Linked DNA regions of Mus musculus: regions 1, 2, 3, 4, 5 and 7 are each linked to region 6. Evidence: chromatin contacts called from public promoter capture Hi-C data. All regions are on one chromosome and are shown on one strand. Each heading gives the region's core, a stretch centred on a gene start, on an enhancer-like site or on the middle of the called end of the contact. The rest is flanking DNA. Distances are from core to core; before and after follow the strand shown. Region 1 holds the start of Nudcd3 (NudC domain containing 3). Region 2 holds the start of Ykt6 (YKT6 v-SNARE homolog (S. cerevisiae)). Region 3 holds the start of Ogdh (oxoglutarate (alpha-ketoglutarate) dehydrogenase (lipoamide)). Region 4 holds the start of Pold2 (polymerase (DNA directed), delta 2, regulatory subunit). Region 5 holds the start of Ppia (peptidylprolyl isomerase A). Region 6 holds the start of Tug1 (taurine upregulated gene 1). Region 7 holds the start of H2az2 (H2A.Z histone variant 2).

What was found. Promoter capture Hi-C pulls out the DNA fragments that hold promoters and counts their contacts. Capture Hi-C pulls out chosen DNA fragments and counts their contacts.
Region 1: a promoter capture Hi-C map of liver shows a contact between it and region 6, with 5 times the contacts expected there. The contact joins the promoter of Nudcd3 here to the promoter of Tug1 in region 6. A contact is called at or near these places in 2 of 39 promoter capture datasets (embryonic stem cells and liver) and 2 of 9 other capture datasets (adipose tissue and liver).
Region 2: a promoter capture Hi-C map of liver shows a contact between it and region 6, with 5 times the contacts expected there. The contact joins the promoter of Ykt6 here to the promoter of Tug1 in region 6. A contact is called at or near these places in 3 of 39 promoter capture datasets (liver and pre-B cells) and 2 of 9 other capture datasets (adipose tissue and liver).
Region 3: a promoter capture Hi-C map of embryonic stem cells shows a contact between it and region 6, with 8 times the contacts expected there. The contact joins the promoter of Ogdh here to the promoter of Tug1 in region 6. A contact is called at or near these places in 5 of 39 promoter capture datasets (cranial neural crest, embryonic stem cells, fetal liver and 2 more) and 2 of 115 datasets of contacts at active chromatin or transcription factors (astrocytes and thymic regulatory T cells).
Region 4: a promoter capture Hi-C map of liver shows a contact between it and region 6, with 7 times the contacts expected there. The contact joins the promoter of Pold2 here to the promoter of Tug1 in region 6. A contact is called at or near these places in 1 of 39 promoter capture datasets (erythroid cells) and 2 of 9 other capture datasets (adipose tissue and liver).
Region 5: a promoter capture Hi-C map of liver shows a contact between it and region 6, with 7 times the contacts expected there. The contact joins the promoter of Ppia here to the promoter of Tug1 in region 6. A contact is called at or near these places in 5 of 39 promoter capture datasets (erythroid cells, hippocampal neurons, liver and 1 more) and 1 of 9 other capture datasets (adipose tissue).
Region 7: a promoter capture Hi-C map of adipose tissue shows a contact between it and region 6, with 10 times the contacts expected there. The contact joins the promoter of H2az2 here to the promoter of Tug1 in region 6. A contact is called at or near these places in 3 of 39 promoter capture datasets (cranial neural crest, embryonic stem cells and pre-B cells), 1 of 115 datasets of contacts at active chromatin or transcription factors (stem cell-derived neural progenitor cells) and 1 of 9 other capture datasets (adipose tissue).

What each region holds. Positions count from the first base shown.
Region 1 is chr11:6,199,101-6,202,077 of GRCm38.p6, forward strand. It overlaps Nudcd3 (NudC domain containing 3), which reads right to left and starts at 1,351. Exons shown (of 6, transcript NM_173748.5): 1 at 843-1,351. The coding sequence starts at 1,034.
Region 2 is chr11:5,954,136-5,957,194 of GRCm38.p6, forward strand. It overlaps Ykt6 (YKT6 v-SNARE homolog (S. cerevisiae)), which reads left to right and starts at 1,623. Exons shown (of 7, transcript NM_019661.4): 1 at 1,623-1,869. The coding sequence starts at 1,766.
Region 3 is chr11:6,289,922-6,293,181 of GRCm38.p6, forward strand. Ogdh (oxoglutarate (alpha-ketoglutarate) dehydrogenase (lipoamide)) reads left to right here and starts at 1,676. Exons shown (of 23, transcript NM_010956.4): 1 at 1,676-1,772. It overlaps Gm46270 (predicted gene, 46270), which reads right to left and starts at 2,342. Exons shown (of 1, transcript NR_168687.1): 1 at 1-2,342.
Region 4 is chr11:5,876,791-5,879,818 of GRCm38.p6, forward strand. Pold2 (polymerase (DNA directed), delta 2, regulatory subunit) reads right to left here and starts at 1,466. Exons shown (of 11, transcript NM_008894.2): 1 at 1,402-1,466; 2 at 1-199. The coding sequence starts at 142.
Region 5 is chr11:6,414,539-6,417,647 of GRCm38.p6, forward strand. It overlaps Ppia (peptidylprolyl isomerase A), which reads left to right and starts at 1,329. Exons shown (of 5, transcript NM_008907.2): 1 at 1,329-1,441. The coding sequence starts at 1,373.
Region 6 is chr11:3,647,074-3,650,161 of GRCm38.p6, forward strand. Tug1 (taurine upregulated gene 1) reads right to left here and starts at 1,741. Exons shown (of 4, transcript NR_002321.2): 1 at 1,680-1,741; 2 at 1-5. Morc2a (microrchidia 2A) reads left to right here and starts at 2,364. Exons shown (of 27, transcript NM_001159288.2): 1 at 2,364-3,073.
Region 7 is chr11:6,442,905-6,445,893 of GRCm38.p6, forward strand. It overlaps H2az2 (H2A.Z histone variant 2), which reads right to left and starts at 1,539. Exons shown (of 5, transcript NM_029938.1): 1 at 1,433-1,539. The coding sequence starts at 1,435. It also overlaps the pseudogene Gm11970.

The sequences.
Region 1 (2,977 bases), core at 101-2,600, 2.6 Mb after region 6:
GTAGACAGACCATTATTTAAATATCCATACCATCAGAGTCTATACCGCAGCTGAGAGTGTTAAATATATTCATTAAATGTTTGCTTATTACTAACTCAACAATGTCAACAATCCCAGCGCGGGAGCGTCGGGAAGGAGGACCATAAGTTCGAAGCCATCCTGATCTACCTGGCAAGTTCCAAGTCAACCAGGGCTACACAGCAAGATCTTGTCTCGAAAGAAAACAGTTTTTAAAAAGGTGTCCAAACAACTTGAGTCAGTCATTAGTAACGCTTCAAAAACAATAAATATAACCTAGGACATATAAATTTTAATCCAAATGTAAATTTCGTAAACATTACAATTGTCCACCAACTTAGTAAGTCACTGGCAAGAGGCCACACCCACCAATCAATACATACCAGTCATTCCTGCCACCTCCGAGCCCGGGAATTCTGAAATCTACTAGTTTCTCCCGCTGTGAAAGTCCTCCTCCTACAGCCTGCACGGTTTGAACCCTGCCTAACAAGCCCCTTGCACCGTTCTGGGGATGCCCACAGGGCGCTGGGAGGCCCTCAAACCCAGGCTGACAGGTCCAACACCTAAGCATCTCCCGCACAAACCCAGCCTGTACCCAAAGAAGCGCATTCCTGCCAACGGATCCGTGGGTCAGATAACGCCTGGCCATTTACTCAAATCACCTGGTGGCACCCCAGAGAGAATCACAAACCCTGAAGGGTGGGCTACGGAGTGGCGCAGTTCCCAGACGTAGGACGCGAGCCGGGGCACCTCTGGCGCTGGGAGGTGGAACTGGGGTAAGGACCTGCTGGACCCCAACGGCCCGCCGCCTCTCTCCACCTCACCTGCAGCACCAGGGCCTGTGCGGCCCCGGGCGGGAAGCCCATGCGGTCCGAAGGGTGGCGCAGCAGGCGGTAGAAGTCGGTCTTGCGGTAGAGAAAGCCGAAGAGCACGCGCAGAAAGTCCTGGACATTGCCCACGTGCTGCAGGATGCCCAACAGGGCCTGGTCATAAAGCTCAGCAGCCCCGGGCTCCATGGCTCTGCTGCCCGAGGGACGCGAACACAGTGGGCACCGCCTCACACCGGCTGATTGGCCACTTCCGGCGTGCGCGCCTAACGGCTCCCCCCGGACAGCGAAGACGCGGAACTTCCGGTCCGCGCTTGTTACTACCGGCGGTAACCGATCGTCGTTCTTGCGGCTCTGCTGGATCTCCTCCGCCGCGACACTTGCCTAAAGGAGATTGGTATGCGCTCAGTACGGTTCCTACATGCAAGAATAACCATGGTCACGATGCGGAGAGCGCTTGCCAACCATGTTTGAAGAGGGCGGAAGCATTGTGGTGACGGCCACTTGACGTAGTCCCTGGAGGTGTCACGTGGTCTGGGAGCCTTTCTTCTTTCTGGATTGAATTCCTGCGTAGGTGTCTGGTGCGCCTTCTTATAATACCACATTTTGTTTGTTAGCGGAGGGAACGGAAAAGGAATATTGTAGAATTGTATGGAATTCCTATTAACAGAGCTATGAGTGAAACTCAGAAGGTTGCACCAGATTTCAAGGTGACTTGAAAGGACAAGAAAAGTGTGAAAAGCTCAGTGAAGGAAAAAAAGAAGTATGATACTGTAAATATGTGTGTGTGCATCCGTATGTATAGCATGTGTGTATACACGTGCCGTTACTAATACGTGCATATAGACATTTTAAGAAAACGTTTATGTAAGGTTGACACACAATCAATCTGTGGTTTATACCTGTAATCCCCGCATCCAAATCATGGCCAACCTGGGCTATAGAGTCAAACCCAGTCTCAGAAGAGGGTTGGGGGGAGACGAAAGACAGACAGATTAGGAACATATGCTAGGTCACAAACCGAAGACAAATGGCTGAGATGCCTAATAAAATATCAAAGCAGACTCTGGCCACCAGTCTCCCTCAGTACCTTCTGGTACAGGATCCTTCTGGCTGGCATACTAATCCTGACCTCTACCCTAAACTTCTCCAGTCCAGAGTCTGAGCTGGCCTTTTCCTCCCCAAGCTTCTCTGATTCCTATGTAACCCAGCCATTTTGGTTATGAGGTCCTTTTTACCCTTTGGCCTCTTGGTCTCCTGGCCTCTTGACTCCAGGTCTCTTCTACCCTCTCCCCTAACCCTTCTCACATGGCCCAGCTCATTCTACAGCCACTTCCACCCTGAATTCTCCCAGATGCCTCTGCTTCTGGCTGTCTGCTCCCTCCTGTCTACAATAAACCTCCTCCACCATACCTAGAAGCCATCATGTCCTCCTTTTTGTTTTTTTTTCATTCAATGTAGCTAAATTGGTAAAGTGTGTGACTAATGTGTCCTGAGTGTTGTATAAACTGTGTAGTAACCCACATGTGTGACTAATGTGTCCTGAATGTTGTATAAACTGTGTAGTAACCCATACCTGTAAACCTAGCACTGGGAAGGTGGCGACAGAACCAGAAATGTTTATTCATCCACATAGCCAGTTCAAGACCAACTTGGGCTCTGCAAGGAGATCCTGACCGGAAAAAAAACAACAACAACAACAAAAAAGATTTTAATGAATTTCATCTCTACTAGACTAACTAACATCTACAAATTAACTTTTTTAAAAGACATTGTCTTACTCTGCAGCCTTGGCTGCCCTGGAACTCGCTGTATAGACCAAACTGTCCTCAAATTCACAGAAATATGCCTGTTTCTGCCTGCCAAGTGCAGAAGTAAAGATATATGCCACCACACAGAGCAAAATACTGATTTTACTTTTGTTTTCTTGTAGTTCTAGGAGACAAACTCAGGGTCTTGAACATGTTAGGAAAATGCTTTTCCAGTAAGAGACATTCCAGGCTTAACAAATAACTTAATAGTGTTGGGCCTTAGCAAATTTTAAGTAAAGCCATACAGATAAATTGATGTAAATTTTTTCAACTTAGAATTTATGATCGTGCTCTTGGAAGGCAGAGGCAGGCGGATTTCTG
Region 2 (3,059 bases), core at 373-2,872, 2.3 Mb after region 6:
CTGAAGACCAATCTCTCTAGGAATCAACCAGACTTTCAGCACAAGATTAAGTTTGCTAAGACATCCAGTCTTGTGGTTTGCTTAAATACCAGACTCTATGCTTCTCCAGTGTGAGACAGCCACTGTTGGACTACTTACACACACAGCATCCTGAAGCCAATCTAATAAGTCCTCTCTTAATATATATGTCCTATCAATTCTGTTCCTTTAGAGAACTTTAATACATGTATAATATGTTCATATACAAGCATGTATAGAAACATATATATGTGTTCATAGATATATATAGATGTAGATATACTTACATGTAGGTATGTATGCATATGACCTCTTCGGAGTAAGTTGTATACATAGTGTTCATCTATTTATGTTACTGTGTGTTAGTGTGCATGCATGCATGCACCAGAGACTTCTCTTATAAGGTCAGGGCAGTCAGTGACTGAAAGCTGGAAATAAAGATATAGTGCTCTTATCTAATCTGTAGACCTTGCTCAGATTTTAGCCTCCCTTTAAAGCTCTGCTTCTAACAGCCTCAAGGGCACCTTCGGCCTCTCATGAGGCTTGCTTCCTCTTTCTTTCTTTCTTTCTTTCTTTCTTTCTTTCTTTCTTTCTTTCTTTCTGTCATTTAACGTAATGGTGCAAATAACCATCGTCGTCATTGTTAAACATCTGCAATGAGCAGGACTTGGAATTTGATAGTTTATCACTTTTACCAACATGTCTACAAAAAAGGTATTTTTTGAGTCCAACAGATTGGGGGGGGGGGGTAACTTTTGCGGTGCGGAAGTACTGGGACCGAATTCAGGCTGGATAACAGCTGGGGAAACGCAGGGGAAAACAATGTCATTTGAAATTGATTAACAAGCTTGGCTTGGGGAGTTCGCATATCTCTAGATGAGACTTCCTGGGACCAAGGGAGGCTGGGTAAAGTCAGAGAAAAGCAGGAAGAGGTGCCAAGAGTGGCTGTAAGGGAGTTTGATAAGCATTTTGCTGTTCACATTGGAAGCCCAAGGTCTGCTTCTTGCTATCAATTTTCTTAATCCACATCTCTTTCTGCAAGGTCACTATCCTGGTAATTTTGTACAACTTTGGATAAAGAGGCTTTCTTCAGAAATGGTTCTCCGTCTGCCGCCTGTGGAGCCATGGTGTCAGTGCAGGTGAATATAGCTGACACCTCTGGCCGCCTGGCTTGTCGAACAAGTGTGTCCAAGCTGAGTGGCCATAGCCAGTGACGTTTCTGATTTTTATTATTGCAAGAGAAAGGATGAAGGGCCTTTCTTTTAGTCGTCTGTACTTGGGACACCCAGGGAAGAGGTTGGGTAGCCTGGTGCTGTTACACATAGAATGCAACAAAAGTATAGAGTGGGGACAGCTACGGGTTGTTTTTCTAGCAGAATGGGGAAAAAAGAGCGATGGTACGGCACAGCACTCCCCACCGGCAGCCAGGGTCCGCGCGACAGCCCGGAAGGGAACCTGCGCCAAGGCACTGCCACGCAGGCGGAGACCGAGCCTCCTGGCGCCGACCCGGGCGGACGCGGGCGCGCCCCGCCGCTTAGCTACCCGTCCGCGCACGCGCGTACCCTGCCTTCGGGCCTCCGAGGAGCGGCTGGAGCAACTCGCCACCGGAACCGGAAGTGGGCCTTACTCTAGGAGGAAGAAGCCGGCCGGGCCCCGTCAGGAGGCGGCCGCCGCTGTTCTGAGGGACTGTGGCCGCGCTCCTGGGAGCGGGTCTGGGGCTCAGCCGGCGGCCCGAAGGTGCGGCGCCATGAAGCTGTACAGCCTTAGTGTCCTTTACAAAGGCGATCCGAAAGCGGTGCTGCTCAAGGCCGCGTACGACGTGTCTTCCTTTAGTTTCTTCCAGAGGTCCAGGTAAGTGGGCCGGGCCCGGGTGGCTGGACCCGGAGTCCAGGGAGTCGAGTCTCTCGAAGGGCGAGCACGGCTTTGGCCTCCCTCGGGCGGCAGGCTGTACCTGAGGAGTCGTTAGCAACCCTGGGAAAGGGCTCTGCCCTACGCGGTATTGCCCAGTTGTAGAAAGATTGGAAGGCCATTGATTACAGACGCGCTGCCAACTGTTCTGATCTGGGATCTCCGGACTCAGAAATAAGTATGTTGACTACGCCTCGCACCCTGTGATTTAACCAGTGTTTGGTGTCTTAACCTTTGTATTTCGTCGTTGCCAGTGGTTCTCACCTTCCTTGCGCTGCGACCCTTTAGTACCGTTTCTCATGTTGAGGGAACCCTCCCACCCCCAACCATAAAATTATTTTCGTGGCTACTTCATAACTGTAATTTTGCTACTGTTATGCATATGTATTTTTGGAGATTGAGGTTTGCCAAAGGGGTTGCAGCCCACAGTTTGTGAAAGTCGCTGGTCAAAGCTCTTTCCAGAAGTTCTGTATGGAGGTGTTTCTTTTATGAGTAAAATCGTTGATTCCTCAAGGATTGGGAGTCAGGGGTCAAACTCATTCTTTTTAGTGTTTGGGCCTTGATTATCAGGAAGGGTCCACACTGGTAGCTAGGCAGGAACCACTGGATTTGTATTGCTTGTAGGCATGTAAAGGATTGTGGGGTGCTTTAATTGTAAGCTGCACAGATACCCAGTCTTGTGGGAGTGACTCAGACACAAAAGGAAAAGGGCCCAACAGGGTAGGACCTGTGGTCATCTTGACTCAACGTCTGGGGAAATCTGCTTGTTCAGGTTGTGTCTCAGCTTTTGATGGTTCTAATGACTTCATATAAGTGGGATATATAGTAGTTGGCTTTTTGTGTCCCACTGATTTTACTAAGCAGAATGACCCCAAGGTTGACCTATGTTTCTGCAGATACCAAATTTTTCTCCCCTTTAAAATATATACAGTATTGAGTTTTATGTAAACACTATGTTTTGTTTATGTATCCATCCGCTGATGGACATGAGTTGCTGTGGATTATAGTTATGTGAATAGTGTTTGCCAAGGGGTTGGAAGGTAGCTTGAGTGGAGAAATAGTTCATTCAGGAGACTGCTTGCTGCATGAGGGGCCTGGGTTTGATCCCAAATACATCAAAAGGAAAAACAAAC
Region 3 (3,260 bases), core at 426-2,925, 2.6 Mb after region 6:
TTAGCCATAAAGACTTGACACATCTCTGTAACTTTTTTTTTAAAGATATTTTATGTTTATCAGTAGTACACTGTTGCTGTCTTCAGACACACCAGAAGAGGGTATTGGATCCCATTACAGATGGTTGTGAGCCATCATGTGGTTGCTGGGAATTGAACTCAGGACCTCTGGAAGTCAGTGCTCTTAACTGCTGAGTCATCTCTCCAGCCCCTCTATAACTCTTTATGCAATCTGGATAGAGGGATTTGAGTACCTAGGCCACATTTAAGCTGCAATAGCAAGTTCTAACTGTGGGCTGAGGAATCTTGGCTTCTTAGCCCTTAGGCTTCTTAGGACGATATACCCCAGGTCCATGGGAGGACAACTCACGTGTACCATTGCTGATGCTTCTGCCCTTGTACTGTGGCCTATCACTGCTACCAAAGCTTGAAGAGCTTCTGGCATACTTGTGACTACTTGTGACTTCTATTTCAGTAGAGCAAAAGGACTCTCCAGCCAGCTCATCCAGCACTGGTGCCATTTGCCATACATAGCAAGGATAAACTGACAGTCTGTATTGCTGTCCATCAAAAACTACTCTGCTAAAAAAGAGAAACAAGCGGAGAGTTAAAGGCCATGAGCATGAAGCTGGGCATGGGACTTATAGCTATAGTCCTAGCACCTGGTATATGCAGGTAAAAGAAACAGAGCAAGGTCAGCCTACATTATGAAATTGAATCCAGCCTCAGCTACATGCCATTGTCTCAAACAACAACAACAAAAGACATGAGTATGAAATGAACCACTCTCCTTTTTGAGACCTGATCCAACTGTGTAGCCCAGGCTGCCCACAAGAACTCTATGTAGCCCATCTTGACCTCCCAATTGGTCAGTTTTTCTCTGTTCTGAAATTGCAGGTGTGTGCTGCAAAATCTGGCTGAATATTTTTGTTAGTTTTTTATTTTGTTTCCCAAGACAGGGTTTCTCTATGTGGCCCTGAAACTCTCTCTGTAGACCAGGCTGACCTCAAACTCAGAGATGAGCCTGCCTCTGCTTCTGAGTGCTCTGCTTTAAGGTGTGCACTCACACAGCCAGGCTCTGGCTTAACATTTTGACACGGGGAACATTTCATATTAGTGAAGTGTAACAGGTTAACTAGTGGATTTTGTCTGTTTAGAGCAGGCTCTGGAGCCAGGAAGATCCAGGGGGACCCCAGCACAGCTTCCTGTCAGAATACTAGCAGGAACACCCAAGTCGCATGACAACCAAGTCACATTAGACCTCGCTAACTAATCTTCATAAGGACTGCTGCAAAACAAGTGTTCAAAATAGTCACTCATGTTATTCAAATTATTTTGTGCAGGGATACATTTTACCAACCCAACTATTATTTAGGGCAGCTTGTTTTGGATACAAAGCCCGTGGGCCTCAAAGTCGCAGCGCTCCTGCTTCGGCCCGCCAAACGCTTCAATTATCAGACGGCATCCCACGCCCTGAATGTACCAGGTTCTTAACAAGCTTCGGAAGCGTCTCCCGTGTAACTGCTAATGACAGCCGAAAGACAGTGAGCAACAGGCTGGCTTTGGCCAGATGCAAAGTTCTGCATTGGCGCGAAGCCCGAGCGAGCGACTGAAACCCAATTCTGTGACGTCACGTCACGCCCACAGCCTGTCTTGCAGGCCGCTCCTCTGGGGCCGGGCTACGCGTTGACGCCACACGCCGGGGCGGGGCTGAGAGTTTGGAGCCCGGAGTGGTGTCGGCGCTTCACTCGGGTGGAGCTGAACGGGAGACAGGTAACCTTGTGCGGCAGACGGGCTCCGTCCAGGGCTGGGAGGCTCGGCGCTTGACACCCGGAGCTCGCGGCCGAGGGTGAGGCCTATGCGTCCTTGCTTCCGGAGTGCCTGAGTGACGGGCGTGAAGCCGGACAGAGCCGGGCTGGCGGAGGGCGGCGATGGTGGGCGGGGGACGAGACCTGACGGACAGACGTTATAGCCAATGGCGTGGCAGGGTCCTCCAGGCGGGCGGAGATTGGCGGACGCGGACTTGCGCCGGGGGTCGGGGGGCCGAGCGCTATTGGCTCTGGCGGCGGAGCCGCGAAGGTGGCGGGCTAGGGAGTAGGTGGCCTGGCGGCCCGGGAGAGCCCCAAGGTCGCGGCGTGTCACGTGGACCGGTCGCTCCCTCTGGCCCGCGCGCGTTCTTTTGTCCTGCGTGCGCTGACCCCAGCAGGCCGCCGTCCTTGTGTTCGCCGTGCCCGGACACGGCGCTGACCTTGGTGCCTGCGGCAGCCCCACCTGCCGGTATGAGGTAAACCAGGCTGTCGGCCAAGGTGACACTGGTTTCCCTAGAAACACCATCCACGCACCGCTTTCCTCGCGAGAGTGTGTGACAGATGTGAGTTATACCCAGAGTGACTGGGAAGCCTGCTACTGTGCCCTCGCATGAGTTACCAGATCATGTTTCTTTTGCCCACCGAGCAGTGTGCCAGTCTCTGAAGTGACAGGTTCGGCAAGAATCCTCACGTGGATACCATGTAAAGACAGGAGAGCGGAGTGTAGGGCATTTGAGTATCTACACGGTGAAGGAGCAGGGTGAGGTGTGGAAAAGGGATTAAAGGTAATGAGAAGTGACGGGCTAGGTGTTGTGCGCATGCGTAACTCAACTTCCTGACTGTAAGATCAGAAAATGGCGGCGTTAAGCATCATTGGAGGGTGGAGTTTTAGATCCTTGACGTCAAAAGGTCACTCAAGGAACACCTCTACAGGCCCAAGTGGGGTCAGTGGGGTCAACCTGTATTCGATGGAGGTCTCTACGTCCGTAAGTGTTATCTGTATATAGTGAAGCTATTGCGAATGTGCAACTGGTCTTCATCACCCTAAGTAGAAGCGTGTAACTAAAAATAGAAGTAAAAATTTCCCCCAGCTTTTCTGTGGATTTCATTGCCCTTACAGGCCCTACTTGTGTCTGTGTATCCTGTGCTCTGACATTGAGCAGAGGACACCGTTGGAGTTCCTCTGTTTGTCTGATCCTCTAGCCTTGCCCTTGAAGGTGGAACCAGGTAGATTAGTAGGTGGCGTTAGGAAAGTGACACTATAATTGTCTTTTTCTCTTTTTCTATCCTTGTCATTTTGTATCACATACTATGCAGCTTTCTTTCTTTTTTTTTTTTTAATTTAAAAGGTTACATTTATTTGTAGGTAGGGAGATGTGCACACGTGACAGTGCTTGTGTAGATGTCACGGGGCAACTTGTGAGCGCTGGTTCTCATCTTTCATCTTTCTAGG
Region 4 (3,028 bases), core at 216-2,715, 2.2 Mb after region 6:
GGTTAAAGCTGCGCTCTCCCAGTCGGAAGGGCTGTGAGGAGTTGGTGTAAGTTGCCACAGGTACCCGGGCAAAGGTGGCATTGCTGGCAGAGGGCGGGGCGAGCAGAGTGTGGGCCCTCTGTGCTGCCTGCTCGGAGAACATGGCGGCACTCCTGGCTTGTTTGGTCCAAGCAGCTGTGTCCAGGCCGAGGAGTTATCACTGCAGAGACACACAAAGGCATTCCTGCAATCCCTTCTTGTACCCAAAGCTCCCCTAGTGTCCCAACCACGCTGTCCACAATGTGCACACATGTGTCCGGAGGTGTCATCCTATAACCTAGTCAGATACAACCTGGAGCTCGTTCCAAACCTTGTTCATCACCTCCTCCTCTCCACATTTCTACCCAATCACCAGGGTCTCAAATTCTGCATACCCTCAAATGGAATTATTGATCTGCTTCTGCCCAGCTCCCTGGGACCTCTGCTACCTCTAGGGATGCTATCAGGCATCACTGAAGAAGCCTGTCATAATATAATTAGTGATAAAAAATAAAGCATAAAGCTGCCCCTGTTTTGCTCAAAACCCCCCAAAGGTTGCTTTTCAGTAAATAAAACCCCAAGTTCTTACCACGACCTGTAAGATCAGCTCTGGGCCTCTAAGAACAGCTCCCCCCTCCTATCTGTTTCTCCTTCCAAGTGTCCCTTCCACAGCAGGGGCTCCAAGTAGAGGCCTCTCTACTCCTGCTGGGTCCTCTCCTTTTCCCCAAGGCTTACTGGCTCTTCCCTTTCAAGTCTTTCCTTAAAACTCACCTTCCCATATCTAATTGACTGCATTGCTACTTCAACTGTCTGCATCATTATCATCTCTCAAGCATTTACTTTGCCTCCTCCAACTGTTGCCTAAGCTCCGGCAGCGCAGAGGTTTGTTTTCTTGTATTGCACCCCTTCCCACTAAGATGTGCTTGGGGATGGATGCACAGCGGACTTTAGTATAAAGTATCTCAACATATTCTTCATGCGTAGTTGAGACGACAACAGGCTGGATGTAGTAACGGAAGTTTTGAACACAGCTTTCTTTTTCATTTTACTTTTTTTTTTTTTTTTTTGGTACAGCTATTACAAAGTTCAAATTCCCCTAGCTGGTTCGGCTTTCTTTAATGCGCAGCTCTGGCTTAGGGAGCGGACCCTATGAATTTGCCAAATGGGCACATGTAAACTGGATGTAAGCCAAAAACGCACGGTGGTGGCAGCGGCCCACACGGTGCTCCAGGCCGGACCCGACGGGAGACCTGCCCCGAAGCAGACACGCCCAGCTCGGGCCCATGTTACAGTTCGAAGCACCCTCAAGACCCCGGCCCGCTGTCCAGGTACCGCCAAGTCTGACCCAGGACCCACGTTAACCCCGCTCAGCAGCACACTCACCGCGCCACGCCGCATCCCGCCAATCTCTGCGCGCCCGTCCCGCCCATCGGCGCATCCAGCCAATCGCCTCCCGCCCCATCCCGCCCATCGCTGCACGCTTCATCCAGCCAATCCCCGTGCGCCCCGCCTCTGGACCGAGGAAACGCGGAGTCACGCCTCCGGTTCCCGGGACAACCCATCACTTAGCACTGGGTTTCCTGTGCGCATGCGGTGTTTGCGGCTGGGCCTCATCGGGTGAACTCCTTGGGTAGCGTGGGCCGTAGTGAGGCTGGGCGCCTGGCTCATGCTGCTCTCCCCGAGCGCTGGGGGTCTGGTGGCTCCTGTGTGGCTGAAGCTTCCCTCCCACTCTATCCTGCGCTGTGATTCTCACCCTGACTTCTCAGATTCCCTTGGAAGCATGAACAATTTCTCCCATCTCACAGGCAGGGAAACAGGCAAAATGACCCAGCTAGTGAGAAAAGCTAGAATTCACACTAAGACACCCTGACTGCAAGTGCATCAGACTTCAGTGGTAACATTGCTCCTTTTTAAAATTGCCTAATTACTCAGTCTGAAACTTATTACTTAAGGTAGGTTTCTTCTGGCTTACTAAGTTTTTTTGTTTTATTTTGAATTTATTTTGTTTTGTTTTGTGTGTGGGTGTGTTTTGCCTGCACGCATGTGAGGTCAGTCTCCTCGGAGGCGAGAAGAGAGCGTCCGTGTCACCTGGAACTGGAATTACAAATGGTTGTGAGCCATTCTGAAAGAGCTCTCAACCGAGCTTTCTCCAGCCCCTTGTTTCTGTTTTTGTTTGTTTTTGCTTTTTGAGACAAGGTTTCCCTCGTTCCTGTTTTAATAATGAATTAAATCATTTTTTTCCCCCCGAGACAGGGTTTCTCTGTATAGCCCTGGCTGTCCTGGAACTCACTTTGTAGACCAGACTGGCCTCGGACTCAGAAATCCACCTGCCTCTGCCTCTGCCTCCCAAGTGCTGGGATTAAAGGCGTGCACCCCCACCCCCGGCTAAATCATTTGTTTTTAATGTTTCAGTTTGTTGAGTATTTTTTCCTTTGTAAGCTGGGCTGAGTGCGGATTTTTGCCTACTGTCTCAAGTAGCCTGTTGCATATTTGATTATGTTGCAACGTTCTTGTGTTCCAGGAACAAACCCCATTTGATGGATTTGAAACCACTTTGTAGAATTAAAATCCAAAGTTACAATGACACAGAGCTCGTTGTTGTGCAGCCCCTTGACTGGAGCTCTCCATTTACTCTTTGGTTGCTGTTCCCTTTGGTCTGCAGGACTCTCCTTAGGATTCCTTACAGTAAATGTCTAAGGAAATGGACTCATCAAATTTTATCCCAGAATATCTTTATTTCTACTTTTTCCTTGAGACGGGTCTAATATATTCCATGGTGTAGCAACAGGGCCTTAAACTCCTGATCTTTCTGTCTACACCTCTGGAGTGCTGGGGTTACAGGCACGTGCCACTACCCTGAGTTTTATGCAGTGCTGGAGAGTGAGCCCCGGGGCTTCATGCAGGCTAAGCAAACACTCTGCCTTCTGAACTACATCCCTGCCTGGCCCTACGTCCACTTTGTGTTTTGAGCCAGGTATCTTGCTATGTGTTCCAGCTAATCTCCGAGGGC
Region 5 (3,109 bases), core at 79-2,578, 2.8 Mb after region 6:
AAATAAAGGCAAGTGCTCTTAACCATGGGGCCTTCTCCCCATCCCTGTCTCTACCTTATCCACTATACTGACTCAGTCTTGCCTAGACTGTCTAACCAGTCAGTCTCCATTGCCTCCAGGCCTGGACTTACAGACTCCTCCCAATGGCCTGGCTTTTACATAGGTGCTGGGGATCCAAACGCAGGTAGGTCCTTGAGCTTGTCCTGCAAGCACTTAACAGTTTTGAGAAAAGCAGGTTTACATGATGCTATATGCACAAAGCACACTGGTACAGAATTTTCCAGTTTGGCAAATCAAAACTCTTTGTAGTTCAACCTAATGTGCTTTTGGTCTGATTCATCCAAATAAGGCATGGCCAGACCCACATTCCTGAGGTTCTGTGTCTAAAGGCCTTACAGCTCGGGAGCCAACTCCAGCAGACGCTATGGTGAAGGGTCTTCCACAGCACCGACTTTCCCATACTCAGGCTTTGTTTATGAGGCAGGGCCTCACACTTACAGCTCAGGCTGTATGGAACTCACTATCCTCCTGTCTCCATCTACCTAGAGGTGGGATTTACAGGCGTGTGAAGCCTTTGAGAGCACGCCTTAGGCCACATGAGGAAATGAGAAGACCTTGGGGTATTGGGGGTCGGGGAGAAAAAAATTACAGGTAGACTCTGACCAGGATCGTGTTTAAATAGCTTCCTCCTGGAGAAAACACAAGATATATTTGGAAAGTAGGACATTTAAAAAGTATTTCATAATCTTTAAAATGAGGGGGCTGCTTGTGCCCGTTCCCCAGAGTTTAAGAAAACGGAGGCGCTCACAGGGACCTATCAGGAAGCGGTTGCCATTGCACAATGACGGTGTGGGTCCTGGATCTAGGCCCAGGGATGCCTGCCTGTTCGAGTTTCCGCAGAGAGGGCAGCGCCTCAGGACCCCGCCCGACCTTGAAGGGCCGCTCGACCTTGAGGACCATGTTTGCCTCAGTTACTTGCTCTGTGCAATGGGAAGATACGCGGTACCACTGGGGAAGACCAGGGGCCCCGACGCGTTCCTAAGGACAGCCAGATTGCGTGGCCACCCTCCCTAACTGCCCTCGGACTCTTCCCCCACCGACCGCGCCGCAACCATCTAGTAGGAGCCCGCGGGCGGGAACCTGCCTCTGCGCGCTACAGCGCACGCGCGCCTCGCGCCCCGCCCCACCCGCGCCCGCGCCCGCCCATAGGCCTGTCGCGCCGTCACTCCGTTTGGAAAGCAGTTGTGATTGATCCAGGTCCGGGCGCGCGACTCGGTGGTGGGCGGGGCCCGAACCGGGTATAAAGGAAGCCGCGGCGAGGCTCGTGCCGCTTTGCAGACGCCACTGTCGCTTTTCGCCGCTTGCTGCAGCCATGGTCAACCCCACCGTGTTCTTCGACATCACGGCCGATGACGAGCCCTTGGGCCGCGTCTCCTTCGAGGTCGGGTGGGCAGTGGTGCTCCAGGGTGGGGTCCCGGGAGCTGTGGAGGGGGAGGCTCTCTCGGGCGCGGCCCGACCCTCCGGTGGAGCGAGCGCGGGTGGCGGCGCCATTTCCTGACGAGGGGCCATTTTGGGAGGCTGGCGAGGCGCGGGGAGGCTGGGCGGGCTGCGGACAAAGCCGGGCGGGGCGCGGCCGTTGGGGGAGGGGGCCGTCCCCGCCCGTCCCGGCCTCCCCGCAGGCGCACGTGGCTGCGTCCTGTGGGGCCCCGCGAGGCCGGGCGCACGTGCTCCGCGCCTCTCCCTTCTCCCAGCCGTTGGGCCCCGCCCTGCTCCGCTGCGGCGCTGCAGCCCCGCGGGCCTCTTCCCAGCCTGCTTTCCGGAGCCCCACAGCCTTTTACTCGGATCTGAGCAGGGACCCTGCCTAAGGTCTCAGGGGCGAAGGCTCGGAGAGCCCGGACGTGCTCGTTAGCCCGGTTAAACCTAGTGGTTTCCTAAACCTAGTGGTTCCTACGAAGAATATAAAATAATCGTTTTATAGCAGACTTGAGTGTGAATTGAACCTTTGGCCATTTGGTCCGAAGTAGCCACATTTGGTTAGGGAGGCTCAAAATACCCCTCCGCGTCCCCCACCCCCGAGCGGAAACGAGAAAGGCTTGGCTTTTGCTGGTGCCCAAGGACCGCCTCCTGTCGCAGTGATGGCGCAGCGGGGGAGGCGCTCTGAACCCCTCCCTATTACCCTCAGTGAGACAGGCATGTTATGACTGGCCACGCTGCAGTTTGCATTGACCAAAGTGGATTGCCAGTAGTTACCTACTTAATTAGTTCTGGAGGTTAAGTGGCTGCTTAAAGATCAGTTAGTAATTAGAGTACCCTAAACAATTGGCGTTTTTCTTTTACAAAATTAAATATTCAGCCGGGCGTGGTGGCGCACGCCTTTAATCCCAGCACCCGGGAGGCAGAGGCAGGCGGATTTCTGAGTTCGAGGCCACGCTGGTCTACAGTGTGAGTTCCAGGACAGCCAGGGCTATACAGAGAAACCCTGTCTCGAAAAAAACAAAAAACCCCAAAATTAAATATTATTGTTAGCCTCAGTACTAGCCCTTAGGCCATAGTGGAATATGTTACTTAGTGTCTGTACTGTTAAACTCCAGAAGCTATCATTGGTGAGTTTTTAACTCAAAAGCTAGATCTCCCGATTGCCCGCCTGCCACAGTGCTGGGTACACATAGTAGGTAGGCACATAAAAAGAGCACTAGGTTCTAATTAGCCCTCACCCAGCATGTATCTAGTCAAGAGCTGATAATTGACAAGGACTCTTGTGGAAACTTGGCCTAAGCTTAGCCTGGGTAGGATAGTATCAGGTTAACCAGAGCTTAATGGGAATGAGATGAGCCCATAGGTGAAAATAGAGGTGGAGCTGCCAAGAAAGGCTTTGAAGTCATAATTTGATGAAAAAAAATGTGGACTTGGAAAGCTGTTAAGCTGTGAGAAAAAAAAAACAGTCCAAAGGAGTCACATATTTAACTACTTAAACCATAAATGTATTCCTCCAAGAGAAGTGTAGATGCTGCAACTGATGAGTTGTGGTTTTCAACTAGCTATGAAAGGGCATGTAGATATTGAAGTGTTGGAATCCTCTACAGTCCTCTACAATTAGGTTAGGAGCCAC
Region 6 (3,088 bases), core at 491-2,990:
TGGCCCTTTGGTAAAGGGAATAAGTCAACTTATTTTTTTAGACATTTGAATAAAATATCAGAATTGGTAACATCTAATCATACAAAATACACTTAAATATGTTTGTGTTCACTTGCTTAGAGAGCTGTACCACTTAATAAGCACCACTCCACAAAACAAAAATGTTTGAAACCCAACTGTTCAAACATTTTAATAGTGTTTGCTGGATAATGGCCTGGAATTTGATAAAAGCAGCTGACAATAAACAAACAAACAAACGGCATTTTGGCCATTCAGTCTCACATTTGCAAGCAATTAGAATACAAGGCTGGTTAGGAAAAAGTTAAGCTTCAAAATGATTCCAAATATCTGATTTTGTGTCCCAGCCAGAGTCCAACAAAGTTTTTTCAAAAACTTTAGCCTTCAATTTAAAAAACAAAACAAAAAACCCCCCCAAAAAAAAAAAAAAAAAAAAAAAAAAAAAAACCCCAAACATTTTCAGGAATCCAACGCCTGGTTCAGTCTGTTCCAAGTAGCCCTCTTGCTAAAAATCCATGTGCACTATTAACTGGTTTTGGCAGCACCATTTAAAAATAATCCTGTTCACTATCAACCACGAAAACCAGGGATATAAAATAGGAGCAAATAATGGGTGTCAATCATGGTTGTAAAAAAATAGTTAACGAGAGAAAAGTAGTCAGGCACCAGTACGAGCAGCAGAAAACAATCGCTGGGCCAGAGATTACACTTCTTGTTACTCGAGGACACATTCACTCCTAATTGTAGCTGCTTTCTAGTGGGTGCCATTGTACCATAGGCATCAGCCACCCTTCAGGCACCCTATGGTGAAAGGAAAGGGCTTTGACTAAAAGCCAAGCAGTGAAGTGATGGTACCTGAAACAGCCATTATGCAGTAAGAAGCAGCTCACATATACCAGGGACTCAAATGGGGGCTTCATATTGGTTGTGAAGGGTCCCAGATGACATGTAGGCCTCAGTTTCCTCCCGGTGGCAAAAACTGTTCTAAACTCTTCTGGGTCATAGCCCCCTTTGAAAACTCGCTACTGAAGGATCTACTCATCCCCCTAGAAAACACTTTCCCACGTGTTTCTGTACAGAAGAAGTTCAGGGAACCTTCCCATCTCCAACTCCAATAAAAGGTTCCCGAATTTAATTTCAGGGAATGAGCAATTGTTATGACTTCTTGCAACTCAAAGGAAAAAAAAACAATAATCATCTTTCTGTAAACCGACACTTTTGAAGAGAGCTTCCAATTCCATACACACACTGATAGGCAGAGGAGGAAACTGAGGCGCAGACAGATTACAGAGTGACTTGCCTAAGGTCACTCGGCCAGCGAGTGGCTAGGCCCGGAAGCAAACCCAGATCTTCCGACTCCGGAGCTCGAATCCCCACCCCGGAGCTGCCGCCAGCGCTCTCGCTCCCCACTAAGGTGGCATAAGTAGGAAAAGGCAAAGGAGGAAGCCCACCACCAACCATCCTCCAGCTCCCTCTTGACCCTCCAACTGGGTCCTAGCAGGCCCCGAGGGGTGGCGCCAGGCCTCCAGGCCAGCCCCGGCCACCCCAGCTTCCCCCGCCGCCTCCCCGGGAGCGGGGCGGAGTTGCCCGCCGCCGCCAACCACCCGGACGACCCCTCGTCGGATCGCAAAAGCATAGGCCGCCGCCCGAGTTCTGCGTACGAGAAGAAAGACGCGGCGCGAGCGCCAACGGCCACCGGGCGCGCGCCGCGGCGGCCGGGCCTGCGCCCCAAGAGCTGGATGCCAGAGCAGGAGAAAGAGCCGCCAACCGATCGCTCGATCGACCGCACGCCCGCTCCTTCGCCCTACCAGACCGGGGAGGGGGGGAGGGCGCGCCAGGGCTTCTTCGAGTTAGGGGCCTGACTCCCCGGCGACAAGACAAGATGGCTCCTCCGCTCTGCTCTGCAGCTACCGTCCCGGCTGCGTCTCTCGGCCCGCCCCCGGTACTGTTCCTTTAAATGGCCGAGAGGGGTCAGGAAAGCAGGAAGAGAGGCGCGCGCCCTCACGTGATGGGGGCGGACCGGCCAAACAAGATCCGGTCACGTGGACCGACGTCGCTCGCCAATCAGAAGGTGGAGTCTCAGGGCGGGGGCGGGAAGACTTCGAGCTCTGTGATTGGCCGAAGGTGCGCTGGAGGCCTCGGCGGCCGGGCCGTCGGGAGTGAGCGAGGTGATTCGCGCTGCGTGCGCTTACGGAGACAAAGCGGTGGCTGAGGTAGCGGTGGCGCGGGCAGCACCGGCCGCAAAGCCGTACTGAACGCTGAATCTCGTGACGCCCAGCCTGTCATCGTCTGTTGAGGCGCGGCGTGTCGTGTCGTGTCGCGGCGCGGGCGGGCGGCGGCGGCGGCGGCGGCAGCGGCAGCGGAGGCAGCACATGGTTCCAAGAGCGCGCTGCGGTGGTTGAGTTCCAATTCCACGGGGAGGGACAAAGGCATCTGCGAGCTGCAGGCAACGCCCGATCGGATCTGGTGGTGCACTCGCCACTTTCCTCTGTTCTCCCAGGCTCTGGGACTAACTCCTGTCTGTCGGTAGCGAGGAGGTGGCCACAGGACCCAGGCCTGGGAAGGCCCGAGGGCCCGAGGCCATCTTCTGAAGGGTGTGGGGGAAGGGCGCACCTGAGGTGATTCGGGAGGGTAGGTTGTGAGGTGTTTCTGTGGGCCACTGTGAGTAATTTCACCCACAACCTGTGGTGATTGTGGCATAATAGCAAGCTGTGTTTGGGCGGGGTTTGGGAAAAGAAATCTGTCAGTCAGCACCAAGGACCTTTCTGTTGGAAAGCGGTGAAGCCAGAAGTAGCCTCCACTCCACTGCACTGTCCAGTAGAGCACTCTTTTGAGGAGCCTGGTGTCTTCGGTGGTGACAAAGTCTTCGGTGGTAATGAAGTAGGTGAACCGTCAGAAGTAGGTCAATTTCCTGAATTTAGGAGAACAGAAAAGGACTTGAACGTGAAGTTGAAGCTGTAAACCTCCAAGTTTGAAGACCATTCAGAACCGTTCACTTTTGATGTGCGTCGGAATTGTGTGAAGAAAGCTTGACCCCCCGGAGCACTTAAGGACAGTAGGTTTCGAATAT
Region 7 (2,989 bases), core at 289-2,788, 2.8 Mb after region 6:
CTTTAATCCTGGGAGGCAGAGGCAGGCAGATTTCTGAGTTCGAGGCCAGCCTGGTCTACAAAGTGAGTTCCAGGACAGCCAGGGCTATATACAGAGAAACCCTGTCTCGAAAAACCAAAAACCGAAAAAAAAAAAAAAAGAAAGAAAGAAAAAGAAAAAAAAAAAAAACCCAAAAATAAAGTACCTATCATGTGAAAATGTAGATGAAACACAAAGTAATAAAACTGATGTTACAATGGATTTAGTAATAGATTTGCTCAGGAAACATTGGCCCAAGTGAAATTTAGCTAAAGGTGGACCGCCTCTCAAACCCCTCGAAGATAAGCAGTATGCTAAGCAGGCCTGCAAATTAAAAACATGGAACTTAGGATGTTAGGAGACAACTGTTCACCAGGATGGGCCACCCAATCAGACTCATTCCCGTGACAAAGGAGACAGAACTGATCTATGACCAGCAGTTAGGCCCAGATAAAGATAAACCAGCTTGTAATTCTGCAAGGTAGGTATGATGACCCTCGGTAATAACTTTGAAAAAGAACAGTGGCATACTTAAAAATACTCCTAGCCATATGTAGTAATATGTATAAATCTATCCACTTCAGCGGTCAGACTTGCAATCTCCTGTCTCTGCTTAAATTGTTCAAAGTGTAACCTGGGACCTCAAAAGAGATGTCAGGATAACAGAGTCTGTGGAATGCACACATCTAAAATGTACATAAATTAGTAAGCTCTTCAGTTGGAGGCAGGCTCTTGCTTGAGTCTTAGCCCAGCCAGACAAGCGTCAAAGAAAAGATAAAGAGCTTTTCCTTAACTAATCTCTAAGTGCATGCAGAGAGTCCTTCTTGGGAAGGCTTACTATTTCTATAACAGCGAAAGCATATTTCAAGCAGGATACCGACAGAAATATAATTCCAAAAAGAGAGCGTCACTCCCCTTAATCTTGGTGAAACACATAGGTCTCGATTGGTTTTAGGACTTTCCCCTCAATTTCAGAATGGGGCTAAAGTTTTACTCACTTTCTTTCTTTAGAAGTCACTTTCAACTAGATCTAAACTACAGAATGAAAAGATACTTTAAGATGAAGCCAAGTAAATAAACTTCTATTCCAAAGAATAACCGGCAAGCCGCTGACGAGGCGAGCGGTTCTGGTGGGCAGGATCAGAACTCCTCCGATCCTCAGCGGGGGGCATTACGTAACCCTGAGCCGAAGCCTCAGAACTCGCAGGGCTACAGCCGGACCTCCTCTGTGCGGCGCAGCACCCGCCCCCCTGCTTCTGCCTCCCGCGTCCGGCGCGCCCCCCCAACCCCCGGCGGAGTCCGGAACAGCGGGCACTCCGGCTCCGAAGCGCGACACCGCCCACTCCCGATCCCCCAGGTGGAGCAGCCGTCCGGGGCTTCTGCGCGCCCACTCCACGCGCGACCCCGCACTCACCATGGTCTCGGCCGCGCGACGCCCACTGCAGCCCCGCGCCGCCGCCGCCGCCGCTCTCGCAGTCGGACCGCCGCAGCCAGAGCGGGACAATGCCCGGGGCCCGCCTCGCGCCGCCTCCACCAATAGCCGCTCACGTTGTTCGTTTGAACCTCGGCGGCCGGCCAATTGTACGCTTCCTTCTAGCCATAACTCCGCCCTCCCGGTGCCGCCTCCCTAACCGCTGTTTGTTTTTTGCACACGGCCCTTGGAGGTGGGCCCTCCGACCAAACATTGACACTCTCTCCGCCGCTCTCCTTGCGCGGACTTCTGATGAACAGAAGAATGAACCAATGAGAGAGGAGGAAAGCCAATGAAAACATTGTCGGCCGCACGGGGGCGGGAGGCTGGGAACAACAGCTCGGTGAACCAATAGACTGGAGCGATTCGGCACAGCTGTGCCTTTCCCGCCCATTTCAGAGCCCGCCAGGACTTCTTTGCTTTGTTTTTCTTCAATTGCAACAAGTTTAAGGGGAACGTTTAGGTAGCACAGGGTCAAATGTCTAAAGTAGAGTTACCTTTGTGCAAAAGCTATTGTGAAAATTTAGGAATAAGTGTATATCGTAGTCCGCACCTAGTTAAATTCTCTAGCTATCGCCAACCCATTCACACAACTTTAAAAGGTTTTATTATTTTTGTGATCATCAATGAGCCCGGGAGATTTGGGAGAGCCACATCCATTTCTCAGCTAGAGAAACGCACTTAGGTGAATGTAGTCATTTGCATACAGCCTTCATCAGAAGTCTTAGACTTTGTTCTGGTTCCAGCTTCAAAGCTTAATTTTTTTCCCATTAGGAAGCACAGACCAGTTGTAGGAGTTAGTTGTGAGCAAAATAGTTTTCTACGGTTTTTGTTGTTGTTTGTTTGTTGTTGTATTGAGACTTCGTTCTTGTGGTAGGATTTTTCCAAGCCATTGTTTTAGAAATTTATCTCCAGCTAGACAATACCTGTCTCAAAATTTGAATTGTTTCTTTTGACAGGGACTATAGCTCTGAGATCAACCTCCATCAGAAGAAGCAACTTGGAGCAGGTCTTTATGAAAAAATAATTTTAATGCTAAACGAGGAAGGGATGAACTTCTAAATGAATTATTCATTTAAATATATGGACAAGTACTTGAGGGGAGTGGGTGGGGTGGGGTGGGGTGACGTCTTTGATCCGAGCACTCAGGAGGCAGAGGCAGGTGGATTTTTGCGTTCCAGGCCAGCCTGGTCTACAAAGCAAGTTCCAAGACAGCCAGGACTACACAAAGAAACCCTTTCTCAAAAACAAACAAACATGGGGCTGGAGCGGTGGTTCAGTGGTTCACTGACTGCTTGTCCAGAGGTCCTGAGTTCAATTCTCAACAACATGGTGGCTCACAACCATCTGTAATTGGGTCTGTTGCCCTCTTCTGGTGTGTCTGGAGTATAGCAAGTGTATACACACACACACATAATCTTTTAAAAAAAGATATGAAGATATGGACAACTGTGAGTGGAATGAATGGAATAATGTGTTCAGATAACAGAACCCTGTGTT